2 separate regions of the Ovis aries genome follow, and region 2 is linked to region 1. The links are chromatin contacts, called in public Hi-C maps. All regions are on one chromosome and are shown on one strand. Each heading gives the region's core, a stretch centred on a gene start, on an enhancer-like site or on the middle of the called end of the contact. The rest is flanking DNA. Distances are from core to core; before and after follow the strand shown.

The links. A called contact is a pair of places that touch in the nucleus more often than the background predicts.
Region 2: a contact with region 1 is called in a Hi-C map of liver, with 3 times the contacts expected there. The contact joins the enhancer-like site here to the promoter of UTRN in region 1. A contact is called at or near these places in 4 of 16 Hi-C or Micro-C datasets (blood, liver, muscle and 1 more).

The regions. Positions count from the first base shown.
Region 1 is chr8:68,836,036-68,843,512 of ARS-UI_Ramb_v3.0, reverse strand. It overlaps UTRN (utrophin), which reads right to left and starts at 3,864. Exons shown (of 74, transcript XM_060419784.1): 1 at 3,336-3,864.
Region 2 is chr8:68,904,414-68,911,890 of ARS-UI_Ramb_v3.0, reverse strand. The region is part of intron 2 of UTRN (utrophin); the gene reads right to left. Among named protein-coding and RNA genes, the nearest start is that of UTRN, 69 kb to the right of the region's middle. Within about 2 kb of position 4,625, at least 14 of the 54 cell types and tissues checked have an H3K27ac peak or open chromatin away from gene starts, as enhancers often do. A contact at or near this core is called in liver, where this site is marked.

The DNA of each region.
Region 1 (7,477 bases), core at 2,615-5,114:
ACTGTCAAGACATCCCAATATTAATCTACAAATAATAGACATTAATTCACATATTGTAATAGATATCAAAACCAGAGTTTATTGTTAGCTAGGATTAGACAACTCAATTATTTAATTCAAGGACACATCATATGGCATTACTATTTTGTAATATAGTTCATTTTACATATCTATTCACTATTTGCTTCCCTGGTGGCTCAGATGGTAAAGCGTCTGCCCGAAATGCGGGAGACCCAGGTTTGATCCCTGGGTTGGGAAGATCTCCTGGAGAAGGAAATGGCAACCCACTCCAGTACTCTTGCCTGGAAAATCCCATGGATGGAGGAGCCTGGAAGGCTACAGTCCATGGGGTCACAAAGAGTCGGACACGACTGAGCAACTTCACTCATTCACTATTTAGAAGTTCTTACATATTATGTTTACAATATACAACACTCAAGGACATACCATATTGTTTTATATTTCATAACAAAATAAATACATAAAATGTAAAATTTCTTTTCCTTAGTAGTTAGGAAAAGGGTATGTTCTAACAATAAAGAGGTCAAAGTTACCTTAGAAAAAGGTTTTAAATGTTAAAGTGTTTGAGGCAGATGAAAACTGATGAACTACTAAAGCTTTAGGAACAATTTCCTCTCCAAAAGGGAGAAATATATGGATTGGATCATCAGCCTGAATCTGCGAGATTTTGAGAGTATAAAAACATTTTTCACTTTTTATACTGTCCACTACTATTGCACTTTATGGATGATTATGTAATTAGGTTCCTTTCAAGGGGTAAATTACCTGCTAAAGATTTGCTAAATTCTTAAATGTATTTTATTACATTCAAGTACCAAACGTTTTGTTCAGAAGAATACACATAAAATTTTATTATGAAAATCAGCTTTTCCCAACAAAAAATTCTTTTTACTGGAAAGCAACTAATTATTTCCTTTGAAATATATTTCTAATTCTTTTTCATAAATGGTCTTAGCCAAGGTCTTCAAAAGATTTTTCCCATTCCACAAAAGAGAAAAGTAAACTGCTTGCACAGAACTGTGTTTCATTTGCAAGTTAATATTCCTTCATCATAAAGTTTTACTTTGCCAACTCCTTAAGATAATCTCAGATTTTCTCTTGATAATCAAAATCCTTTACAGGCTACACAGATTCAGCAGTAAGTGGGATCAGAGTACAAGGAAAGACTAGGCAAATTCAGAGAACTGCAAATGACCATTTTAACAGTTCCATAGCCACTGACTGATACTTTGTGCCACTAATTGGCAGGGATCTCCAGGTTGAGTAACATTTGGCAGCAAGTCATTATTGGTTGCCGGAAGACAGGATCATAGCTTCATCACAAGGCGCCTGTGTGACCCTCCACGTCCACATATATACTATGGAAACACTACCATCTTCCACACCAAGCTAGGTGACAAACCAAATAAAAGAAAGACATATTGCTTTATAATTATAATTTACTGTTACCTCTGCTCTAGGTTCTGTTTCCCCAAAATGAAGTTCTGCAAAGTTTAGCCAGTTCTTTCTCACTGAAACCAATACCCTTAACTCTAAATCCAGTTCTTTCTTCAAAAACTTCTCTCGCTGTCATAGGCAACCAGAAGCCACCACAATAAACCTGGGTTAAAAGGACGGGGGATGGCCTCACAGGCAAAACTCATGCTTTAATTTTTTTTTTAATTTGGAAATTAAAAGACATAAGAATACAAACATGTTTAACAATGTACAAGTATGATGGAAATATGCTGTAGGTCCTTGGGCGAAAAGTACTCATTCCTTTACCTAATCCTAAGAATGCCAGAGATAGTGGAAAGGAAAGCCCGGAGGCCAGAGTTTGAGGCTCCGTATGAAACTTAGTAAGACACCGCCCAGTGCCAAGAACTGCCATTCATTCTCGGAAGCGCTTCAAGGGAAGTTCATACTGTTGTGGTTCATGCCATTTACGGGGGCAACCAGTTCCAGGTAAACACCTGAAGGAGAGTTAAAGCGCAGTCTTCAGGTCTCAGAAACTGGTCCAGGGGGCGGGGAATGACTCCGCGTAAACCATGGCCCTCGCCCCACCGGTGCTCTGGAGGCCGAAGAACCCAGGAGCTCCGCATTCCTGCGCTGTCGCCTGATTCCCGGGTCCCCCGGGTCCACTAGCAACCAGCCCAGAGGCGCCCACCCGACTCCCAAGGCCCATGCAAGTTACAAGGGAATAGATGCGGCTACTGCCGGGTTCCCAGGAGCAGCAAGCTCCCGCCCGGACCCAGGGGATCCGGGCTTCCCAGAACTCGGTTCACTCCCCCACAAGGGGTTACAACTCGCGGGGCCCAGGTGACCCTGGGGGCTGGCAAAGAGGAGACTCTCCCCGGGGCATCCCGGGAGCGGGGGAGACCCAGGTTAGACCCGGGATCCCCAGTTCAGTGGAAAACAAAGTGCGAGTCTTCTGGCTCCTGCAAGCCGGGCACACTCTCTCCTCCCCTTGAAACAACCCTGGAATCAGTCCCTTTCGTAATCTGGGGCTTGGCTTTAAAAAAAAAAAAAAAAATCCACTTTTAACGGAATGCCTTCTAAAACTTGCACAGCCTAAAATCTGTGCTGTGTCGGTTTCCTAAAGGGGCCTTGAGCGACCAGTGCCTCGGACCCCAAGCAAAACAGGGACATGAATTACCTTACCAATTGCTGCAAGATGTGCCAAGGATCCGGGACCCCAGAAGACGCAATCGCGCGGGACTACTCACCGACTGAGCGCTCCTTGTCACCTCACCAAAACCCCACCCTCGGGAGCAGCAACGGCCCAGAGGTCGAGCACGTTTCCTGCCAGGCGGATGGCTGGGAACGTCTCCCCACCCGGTCCTGGCGGACACCTCCGGGGCCCCGCCTTCCCGGGGCTGAGGGGTGTGTGTGTGTGTGTGTGTGTGTGTGTGTGTGTGACAGGCCCTCCTAGGAAGCCACGTCCCCTCTTGGAGATCACTGGCCCAGAGCGCACGGAGGCAGGACCCTCTCACCCCAGCCAGGAGAAAAACTCAGGGAGTCAAGAGGCTGCCCAGAACCAGTCGAAAGAGTTCGGATCTTTAGGAAATACTACACGGATTCTGAGGACTTCCGAGCCCGAGCTCTCCCCCACGTTTCTGGCATTCCCTGTCCCAGGGCGGGGAGCTGAACTGAGGTTCCAAGGAAAGTGCACGCAAAAGTTGGTTACATCTTAGGCTCAGCCTTGAGAAGGAGCTCGGGAAGCTGATCCTGGGCACCGGAGCCGCTGAAAACTGCATCCTCCCCGCAGCCTACGTCCCGCGTCCCGGGGCTGTGGTCACATTACCCGGCCGAGGCTCAATAATGCATGGACTTACCTGCTCCCATGCCCCGCGGGCTGCCTCGCCAGCCCGCCGCCGCCGAGTCCCAAGCCGGCCCGGGTCTCCTCGGATGTGTTTCAGGCGTAGTAATCGCGGGTGTGTGTGCAAACGTGGGCTTTGTGGTGCGGTTTTTTGTTTGTTTGTTTGTTTGTTGTTTGTTTTTTTTTTTTAAGGAAATATGGAAAACCAGACCAGATCCGAAAGAAAAAAAAAAATTTTTTTTGGACACTCGATTGTAAACGCCCCTAACTTGTGCAATCTTCCTGCCCCGTAGTTCCGCCAAAAACAAAACAGTCCCACTGCAAACCTGGAACGGGCGCGCAGGCACCAAGTTTGCCAAACACTGGAGAGTTTTCCGTCTGCAGAAATGACCCCGAAGGAGGGTGGCGGAGGGTGAGGGGTGGAGGGGCACCTTTCCCTGCGATTCCCCAATCGGCTTTGGAAGCCGGAGGCTCCTCCTCGCCCCTCGGCGGGAGAAAGCCCGCGGGCCGCTGCGGCCGCCCGCTCCCCTCCTCCGAGGAAAGGCGACTCCACAACTTCGTGCGCCGGCGGCTCGCGCCCCCGGCTCCTCCTCCTCCCCTCACCCGCCCGCCGGCCGGCCCCTTTGTTGAAGCGGGGAAAGGAGCGCCGGAGGCCGGGGAGGGCGCAGGACCGCGGGGTGCGCGCCTTCGCCCTCCTGGGAACCGGCTCCGGTACCGGCACACGGGTTCGTCCTCCCCAGTAGAGGGGCGCCGAGCAGGTCCGGCTCCCCCCTCGGCTCTCCCGTCCCGGCTGCCGCAGGGCCGGCAACTTTGTTCCGGGAGATCAGGTCCTCTCGGCTCCGGGTTCGGCCCCGGCCCGGCCCAGGCGGCCACCGCAGGCTGGGCTCCGGGGAACGTGGCGCCCGGGGTCACCTGACCGCGCGCCCCGTCAATCAGCGCCCGCCCCGCGCTCCCTCCCCGCAGGCAGCAGCCCGGCTGGCACTCGGCTGGCCTGGGGCGGCGCACCCGGAGCGGACGGTGCGTGCTGAGAGCCCGGAGCTAGCATGGATGCCTGATGCTGCCTGGTCCCGTTTATTCAGATTAACCGAAAATGTGAGTCACACCCACCCCAGGCCAACCCGGTCTCCAGTTTTCCTCCCTTGAGAAATGAATTCTCATTTGCCCCTCCATTCGCCCCGTCTCAGTGTGTTGACGTTTTCAAATTTTTGGTCCTAGTTCCAAGGGTATATTTATATAATTTTCTTGGTGTCGTTTTTAATATTAAGAAAAACTTGACAATTTCGTTTTACATTCGTTCATACATATATACAAATAGTGTTTGCGCTGATCTTATTTTTCCATTTTTCCACTACACATACACACTTAAACATCTGTTACAGAGTCTGTTTCAAGGCTAAGGTGCTGGTCAAAATAATACCTGGTAAGAAATGCCTTTGTGCTGTGTAAGCTTTTTTGTTTACATATTTCATTCCCAGTGTGTTCCTGTGTTTCTCTTACATGATCAATACACTTGGGAGGGGGGAAAAAAAAAAACCAGCAACCTAAATTCCTAGTTCCTATAAACAATGAGAAAAGGAACTCTGGTTTGTTGCTGGTTTAATATTTGAGAGTTAACAAATTTTGAGTTAGTAAAGACAAACACTAGGGGCCTTAAACAGTTTTTTCAGAAAGAATTCACTAGTCTTTTATTAGTTATAGAGTAAAAGGTCTGTGGGTGGGGTGGAGGGGGTTGCATTCTGAAAGACAGTATTCCTTATAAAATCTCTAGCTTAGACTCCTTCCTTTATGTGGAGTTTCTTCACATAAGCCAAATAAAATCCAGAATATTAATAGGAAATAAGTATAATTAATCATCTGCTTTCATTCACTCATTCATTTTACAAACATCAATTTGGGGCCTGCCAGGTTCACTGGTGCTGTGAAAAATACACAGATAAATCTGTCAGAGATGTTGCTTTAAAGAATTCAAATCTACTAAGTGAGATAAGGCAAGTAAAAAAAAGAAAAAGAATATGCAAGATCAGTGATAAGTGCTATAAGAAAAGGATAGATCAAATGCATTCTGAGTCGGGCTATATCACAGGAAACTGGGGCTTCTTTTAACTGATAATTCTACAAACTCTTAAAGCTACTTGTCATGCACTGTGTCTTGGTGGAGTTAATGAAAACTCAAATCTCCTCCTTTAAAATAAAACCACTTGGGAATGTTTGAGTATTTCATTACTCAAAATTATGTAACTGAAAAGCACTTTGCAAATTGCAAAATGTTACACAAAGATAAATTTATTAAACTCAAAATTTTGAAGAAAAACAATCATTTGGGAACCTAGAATTTCTGAGTTTTCAAGCTCTGAGGGATGTTTAGTTAAGTTTCCCAAAACACCCTAAGGAAGGGGACACATGAAACAATAGGCACCATCTATATGAGACCAACTCCAACCCTGACATCCAGCTTCAGGGGTTTCCAGTGTCTTCCCTGGGACCTGGGACCCTGCCTGTTTCTAGCCCTTCTCCTCTCACCCAGACACAGATATTCTTTGCAGGACATAAGCAATGGAGGCCAAAGAACTTGCTGCTGATGGCATAACCGAGTAGTCCCACTCTGGTCCTGCTCCCTGTTTGCTCAGTAAATAGAGAAACCACAGTTAGTTGGAGACTTTGTCCTCAGAGGACTATCTCTCCATAGAGCAGCCAGTGTGACCTTGAGAACTGAGTTGAGGGGAAAGTGGAGACAGACCACCAGGACGCAGATAGCAGTTAGTGCACCTGCAATCAACATTATTCCAGCTGCAGTCCATGCAGCAGGGACAGAAGCCTGTAATGGGGTTTTGTCCCCTCAACCCCAAAGTAGATGTAGAACATTCAGAAAAAGTGATAGGAATGCGGCCCATGTTTGTCATTAACCCAAACTCTGAATTGCCCCGCAGTCATCGAGAACATGAAAATTCAAGAAAACGGAACTGACGTCTCGGGGATAAAGTCCTTGACATAGGAGAAAATATGATGATATGAATAGTGGATAGATTTCTATATAAAGATATATGCATATGTAGGTATATATAATATCAAGAGACATGATTCTACATAGATATGGTTCATATATAGGAAACTGCATACTAACATAAGAGCCAAAAAGAAAGCTTTCCAACTAAACTTTTTATGCAAAATTATATAAATGCAGATCCTCTGTGAACAACAGAAGCATCGTGAAATACACAATGTATTAAAAAGCAAGGTGTTGAGTAATATTTCATTATATATATATGGAATCTAGAAAGAGGATACTGATGAACCTACTTGCTGGGCAGCAATGGAGATGCAGACAGAACAGACTTATGGACATGGGGGTGGCAGGAGAGGAGAGGGTGGGATGAATGGAGAGAGTAGCATGAAACACGTACACTAACGTGTAAATAGACAGCCAGTGGGAATTTGCTGTGTGACTCAGGGAACTCAAACCAGGGCTCTGTGACAACCTAGAGGGGTGCGATGGGGTGGGAGGTGGGAGTGAGGTTCAACAGGGAAGGGACGTGTATGTACCTATGGCTGATTCATGCTGATGTATGGCAGAAACCAATACAGTATTATAAAGCAAATATCCTTTAATTTAAAATAAATATCCTTTAGTTTAAAATAAGTAATTTTTTTTTAAAGCAAGGTGCTCCTTCAACTTTTTCCTTTGTGTTGACTATGAATCAGTCCCCCCACATGGAAGCATTTAAAAGAGGGACATAGGTTGGAGAATTCACCTTACCTTTTCCAAGTCAAGAGAGTATAGCTCTATGGCTTATGTATAATAGATATTAAAATAGTTGCTGAATATTGTTGCTAAATTCTTCAGTCTAATAGCTAATATCTAACACTTGCACAAGTTAAAGGTACATATAAATAAAATTCTTTGTGATATAAAGAGGGAGAATTATAATGGATTTTTAGAGGATAATGATTTTTAGACGATAATTAGCACAATGGCAGAGTTTCTCACAATTTAGTGAACTTAAAAATCGCCAAGGAGCATATTTAAATTCAGATTGCCTGCCAGCTGTGAGAAATTCTGATTTACTGGTCTGGTGAGGCCCAGGAAGCTGCAGTTTTAATAAGCAACCCATGAGGTTAGATCACAACGGTTGGGGAATCACACTTTGAGCCACTATTCCC
Region 2 (7,477 bases), core at 3,376-5,875, 68 kb before region 1:
TTTTTTTTTTTTTGTCTTCTCTAGGATCAGCCTGCCAATAGGCCTGTCTCATGATTGTCAGTGTTTCCATTTTTAGCAGCCCTCAGGCCCCCTACCTTTCAAATTTACTTTCAAACTGAATATCTAAGTCTGAATTAAGGAAACAATCACTAAAATGAGTGCCTAAGACCCATAAGGAAAGCTAAGCACTGAAGAATTGATGCTTTTGCACTGTGGTTTTGGAGAAAACTCTTGAGAGTCCTTTGGACTGCAAAGAGATCAAACCAGTCAATCCTCACAGAAATCAGTCCTGACTATTCATTGGAAGGACTGATGCTGAAGCTGAAGATCCAATCCTTTGGCCACCTGATGCAAAGAATTGACTGCTTGGAAAAGACTCTGATGCTGGGAAAGACTGAGGGCAGGAGGAGAAGGGGAAGACAGAGGATGAGATGGTTGGATGGCATCACCAACTCCATGGACATGAGTTTGAGCAAGTTCCGGGAGTTGGTGATGGACAGGGAAGCCTGGAGTCCATGGGGTCGCAAAGAGTTAGACACGACTGAGCTACTGAACTGAACAGAAGACACTTCACTGATGTCCCCATCTGGTTCATCAGTGATGAAGCATTCTCCCCATCACTTCATTCTCCCCATCACTTCACAGTGATGTCCCCACTGATGTCCCTCAACATTTATGTGCAGCCTGCAGGGCACACAGCGGTCCTGGAATGCCAGTCAGCAGAATCATTTAGTTCAAAACCTGACTTAAAACACCCAGTGAGACTTCCCTGGTGGTCTAGAGGCTAAGACTCTGAGCTCTCGATGCAGGGGGCCCAGGTTCAATCCCTGGTCAGGGAACCAGATCCTGCATGTCACAACGAATATCCCACACATTGCAACTAAGACCTGGTGCAGTCAAATAAATAAATTAATCAAACAAACAAACGAAAGCACTCAGCAATTATAACAGGACTCAGAAAACAGCAGGTCTCCATAAGTATTCTCTGAATCATTTATTTTGGGGTCTTTTTTTTTTTCTTATCTCTCATTCTTAACCATGTGTAGCTGGGTTGAGGTTGACAGAAAACTGAGCACTACTCTAGGTAAGAACCAATGATGAGAAAAATAAAATTGGAAAGTTACAGGAAAATCAATGCTTACCTTCTTCCTAACACAAACCCAATATGATAAGACTTCTTCGGCATGAAACACCAGACAAATATAACCTACTGACTGACAAATTACGGGAAGTAAATGTCAATTCTTTATTACAGTAATCAAGAAGGAGATTTACCTTCAACACCATTCTTTTTTTATTTAGATTTTATTACTTTGAGAAATTCTGCAGCATAAGACCTAGCAACAAATTCAGTAAATACACAGGACTTTTTTAAGGGTGCTCAGTTAATTCAGCCACAGACAAATTCTCAACATAAAGCATAGGCTTTTTCTTGTAACAGCAGAAGAAATGGATAGGAAGTAGCTGGTTGGATAAGAAGGATCCAGTGGGACACAGAGGAAAGTGAGAACAGCTTTCTCAACCCACTTGCAAAATATCCATAACTCCTTAGCGTAAAGTCCATTACAATGAAATCCACCATGATTTTTTAAATGAATGTGAGTAAAGATGGACTGTAATCTTTATTTTAAAGAATCCACATGGTTAGGTATAAAATATAGTAAGTATTTCATTTCACGATTTTTTTCCTTCTCCAAATGTCCCATAAATCAGTGGACCTGCAAATACACACAAACTTTAATTTTCCTTTGCCTGCTGTAATACTAGTTATTCAGAGTCCGACAATAAATATTTGTTAACAACTAACTAAACAGTTATCAGAGTACTGTCAGATATCAGACTGCATGGGTAGGTCAGGGTTATCTAGGGAGAAAATGTATCTGACGGGGAAATATATTTCTTCCGTCAAACACAATCCAGGAGCTTCTAACACCAGAAAGAGAGTTATTGCCTGAAAGTCAAAGCAGAAATTAAAAGCACAGAATCCAGGAGTCAAACTAGAAAACAGGCCAAGTCAAAAGCCTGGAGACTCGCTATGGCAGCAGGTACCTAGCTAGTGGCCGGAGGGCTGGGCCAGAAGTCTGTATTGGTGCGTCAAGAGGAGCTGTTTCTCAGAAGGTCATGTGAATAGCTATCAGATGAGGCACTCCCACTGATGATACATGAAGACTTTGTGCAAGATACCTATCTCAAAACTTCAGTGTAGCTCAGCCTCTAACAGTATCCCGATCAATGGCATTAAATTGAAATCTATCACGCTTCCAGACCATCACAACAGTTTTCCTCTATTTGGAGAAATAGTCCTCTCTACAGACTATACAAAGCTTTCTCTATAATAGGCACCAAATGGCAAACAGATCACACAGCACAGACTCACATGGGAAGCTGTATACCCTTTCCCTTTGCTTGCCTTGCTTGCCTGCAAACAATACAAACCTTTCTGAACAAATGAAAGTGAACTTTGAAACTAGCAAAACATTTTAGGCACCCTGCCACAGACACTCTCCAAGCAACAGCAGGCCGTTTGCCAGCCTGTATAGGTTGAAATTTCTTGCCACGTACTGGATCTGTGGTTAAATGAGCCCAGCAGAGAATTACAGCTTTGATGCTTTGATGTGAAAAATCACTAACAGATCTTGATCGAAGGATGAGAAAAAACTGGTAAATTTTCAGTATGATGGTGCATGTGGGGCCTCACTGAAGCCAATATTACCTTCATTTAGCGTCTAAACTGTATTTTTTTCCATTAACTTAAAAAGCTCTACTATAATCTTTCCTGCAACTTACCAAGCAATGTGCAAGGGATCTTACATGCATACACTTTAAAATTTTTTTTTCATTATATATTTTTATTTTTGGCTCTCCTGGGTCTTCACTGCTGCTTGAGCTTGTCTCCTGTTTCGGTGAACGGGGGCTACTCTCTAGTTGTGGCCCTTGTGCTTCAACGGTGGTGGCTTCTCCTTTTGCAGACCGCAGGCTCTCGGGCTCACAGGCTTCGGTAGCTGTGTCTCCCAGGCTGTAGAGCACAGGCTCAGTGGCTGTGGTACACAGGCTTAGTTGCTCGGAGGCATGTGGGATCTTCCCAGATCAGGGGTCAAACCCATGTCTCTTGTATTGGCAGGAGGATTCTTTACTACTGAGTCACCAGGGAAGCCCTTACACGCATACACTTTTTTTTAAAGACTTAGAACAGCTCCACTATCTCCATTTTGCAAAAAAGGAAACTAAGACTCGATATGCAACATAGCTGGGATTCAACCATGCAATTCCAAGTCCAGATCCTTTCTGATAACTCTAACATGTTCCACAAACTACACAGAACATGGGCTATTCTAAAAATAATCCTGGGATTCACCATTGCTACGAAAATAAGTTATCAGGATGTGAAAATGTAATAAAATAGCAAAGGCACTTAAATAATTACCAGTCTCAAGGGCTCCTAAATAATTATCAGCCTCAGCACAGATTGGGATGATGACAGCTTCCACAGCTGAAAGAGAGCAAGAAAACACGGAGCCCAAGTCCAAAGACACAAACTTCTGTCCCAGAGACCCAGAAATCAGGTTTGTCTTTTAGACTGGAAGTTAAGCATCTTAAAACTCAAAATTCAAGTAAGTCATTCAAAATTTGCCATTTTGGATTAATTTCCTTTGAAATCAGTAGAGGTTTAAAAGTTCAGAGATCCAAACAGCATGGGGGTGGGGGTGGGGAGGAGCAATGTATAAAAAGGCAATTCATTGAAGAATTTGTCCAAAGAGCCAAAAAATATATGCAGAGTTCAATTTCACATGCAAAAAAGCACACACAATGCAAGTCCAAACAAATATATACTAGTTTTCATCTCTCTCTCTTTTGTAGATGGCAGTTTAACAATGAAAGCATATCTTCCCCAGAAATTGCCCAAATGAACTAAATTATATGTACACAGGTCATTACTGTTAATATTTTTTTAATGGGATACACTATGGCCAGAAGGTTTCAACTTCAGTTTAAAAAAGAAAAACTCTGCTTGTAGGAATTTAGACCTAAAAGTATACACTTGTATAGTCACCAAAAAAGAGTTGTGGCAGGGCAAACAAAACAACAATGATATGGAGGGGGAGAGGAACTGGAAATTTGCCAGTTTGTATAATTTTAATTCTGCATTGAATTTTTTAAGAAGGGACCTGATTATTTAAATATATCACTAAAAATTAGATTTAGTATCAAAAATGTACTTCAATAAACAAAGTGAGATAGTGAAAGTCACTCAATTGTGTCCAACTCTTTGTGAACCCATGGACTAGCCTGCCAGGCTCCTCTGTCCATGGGATTCTCCAGGCAAGAACACTGGAGTGGGTTGCCATTTCCTTCTCCAGAGGATCTTTCCTACCCAGGGAGTGAACCCAGGTCTCCTGCATTGCAGGCAGATTCTTTACCGTCTGAGACAATGCTTCATTAAGCATTAATGCTTCTTAATGTAGCATTGAAAGTAACCCCACAGAGAGGGCCACACTAATTCCCATCCAGCTCAAAATCCAAGTTTCAATACTTTCTGGTTTAAACAGAAAGTTTCTAAGCTGTGTTCCTTTAGCCCTGGACTAAAATTGCACTTTGTCACAAAGGTAGGTCTGGGCTATGACTCATCTTCCTCTCCCAAACAATGAAAGTTCTAGTTCAGTGGGAAAAAACTACTTGAGCTGCCAGTTCATTGAACTGTTCAAATCAAGGTCAAAATATTGCAGCAGGGTAAGGGAGTCACCAAGCCCAAATCCCATCTAATTCCCACACCAGTCTATCAGTGGCCCTCCAACTAAATCCTAAATTTGCCGACAATTAGAGTAGGAAGCACCTGGTGCCCTTTAACTAGGGTCAAAGAACCGTAGTGAAACATGAAACCAGGACCCATGTTATAATCATACCTTTCAAGTAATGCCAAGGAAAACCACAACTAAAAAGATGACAGAGTGCACAGCATCAGCTTAAATACATTGTAAGTACCATTTTAAGCCTAAATACATTTTAAGTGCCATACCAACACAATATTTGATTTTCCATTCCTATATTGTAGGTAGCAGGCAAAGTTTATTTTCAATTGACTATATTTTTATAATTTTTACAGAACTTACTATTCCTTTTATTTACCTGGAACTGTTACTACAGCTTGCAAGTTGCTTTGAAACATGTTACCTAATTATTCGTGACCAAAATCACCTGGGGGATGCTACTGATTGGGGACCCGTCTCAGAAGTTCAGTGACTTACACATTGACGCCACAGGCAACTGAGACGTGGATCCCCTCCCTCAAACAACTCTTCATTACCATGTTAATTATACTTCTCATTCCCCCCCAAAGTTCTTCAGTTTCAAACAACTCACTCCATCTACCCTTAACCCAACTGAACAATTATTTTTCTCTCAAGCCTCGGCAAATTACATTCCCCTAACCACTAACTCATTTTCTTTATAAACATTAAGATCAGCTAAAATTTCACAAGCCCTGAGAAACTCCCTCAGACAAACCTCACTGCACTCTGACCACTCTAAATACTCATACAGCCTTTATATTCATACAGCCAATGGGTGGGTCAGGCAGCCACTAATTCCTGGCAAAGATAATCACACTTCTTCCTTTCAAACTAACCCTGGGACCCAGAACCTCCCTGTAGTGTCCACAACAGGCCCCACCTCCACATTCAGACAGACACAGGCACCCCAGCCCCTGATCAAATTCTTATTCCAAAGTTCTCCACTTGCCTTGCTTCATGAGGACACTACCATCTAGGACCTCTGTCTCTTCAGAGCGGTCTGTTCAGTGCACCCCGAGCTGGCCTATTCCCCAGCGAGCTCTTCCAAGAGCTTCTTCCCAATGACAGCCATCTTCAGACAGACCATAGTCTCTTGTAACACTCTTCTCCATCAGCTCAAACCAGAAAGCAGGAGGTCTGATCCTCCTGTAGCCTCCTCCAGCTTAGAGGAATCTGTTCACCCACCCATTCCTCAAGCGGAACCTGAGACTCCCCTGCCAACAGGCATGGGCTGAGTGCAGAAGGAAAGCATAAGCTTCCTTCCTGTCCTTCTTCTGGAGCTTTCAGTCTAACAAGGACCCATACACTTCCCCCATATGCTTCCATCTTGAATCCCCATCAGAATCACTTGGGCAGCTTTTGAACAGTTACAGTCAGGGCCTCAGTCTAATTATACCAAGATCCCCGGCGTGGGGCTCCAGCACGCTGGTGATTCTAACGTGCAGCCAAGGTTGAGAATATGTGAACCCATTCAAAATGACTGACTCAGAGTTCTGTCAGCCTGAAGAGAAGGCAGGAAGGATGGCAAGAAAAGCGAGGCCTCCCAGAAGTGGCTTCCTGGGCAGACCTAAATCATCTGTGCGTTGGTAGATGCCTGCAACTCCGAGTAAGTTTTTATTTCACACCTTCAAGCCTTTTTTTAAAAACTTATTCTCCTTCAATTAGATTATTTGTTAACATTTGGGCATTTGTACACAGACATCAAGATTAAGAAAAGGCAAAGAAATATTTTAAATATTTTAAAATGTAATGATTCTATACCAGAGAGAGAGTGATACAGATAATCAGATTTCAACTTACTGAGAAGCAAATGCACTAAATTAGAGTTGCACATTTTAGAAGATAACACAGGGCAAAAGGATGGGCAGTTTCAAAAATAACACTGAAAGGCTTATTTTCAACAAATATATATTTCAATTTATTCCATTTTATTACTTGTTTTATTACTCCCTTTAGGTTCTGCAGAAGTCATGTGAAACCTCAACCCCAGTAACATCAACAGTTTAATGCAAAACACTTATGGTTTCACTCTTTCCACCTTACTTGAGGTCTGTATATAAAGGATTCACCCCAAAGTTTAATCTATTATGGAGACTGCTTGAAGATCAAAAATAGCCACATATTGCAATGGAATGTGCCACCCATAAACATGTACTTTTTTATACCTTTATTTACAAGATCACTAAAGAGAGCTATCCTGTAGATATAAGAAAATAGTAAATTAATAACAGCCAATAAGAAAAGAATCTAGGTCCTTGCAAATCATATACACACTAATCTTCTATTTTTATTAAAATAATGTGCCCTAAAATGTATTTTTTTTAAAAATGCTTTTTACTTTCCTAAAGCCTTTGGACTGACCACAGAGTAGGAAATAATGCTGTATGAATGAATGAGAATTCATGTTTAAAGCTGAAGTCTACCCGTATAAAAGTTTGCTTATTATTTAAAAGTTTATTTGAATTTTTTACTTCTAATTATCTTCCTATTTCTGAGACCCTTGGTAGCAAGACATTACTGCACAGACTAGCAGACAATGAAGATTATTCACGCTGGGAAAAGGAAGAGAATTAAGTGAAAGTCAAGATATATATTTGTAGCCTTTCAATGCTGCTCTTGTACCTGAGGTTTTAATTCAGGTTTCTGACAGATATTTTAATTTTCTGTTGAGACCACACGGTTCTTTAAAT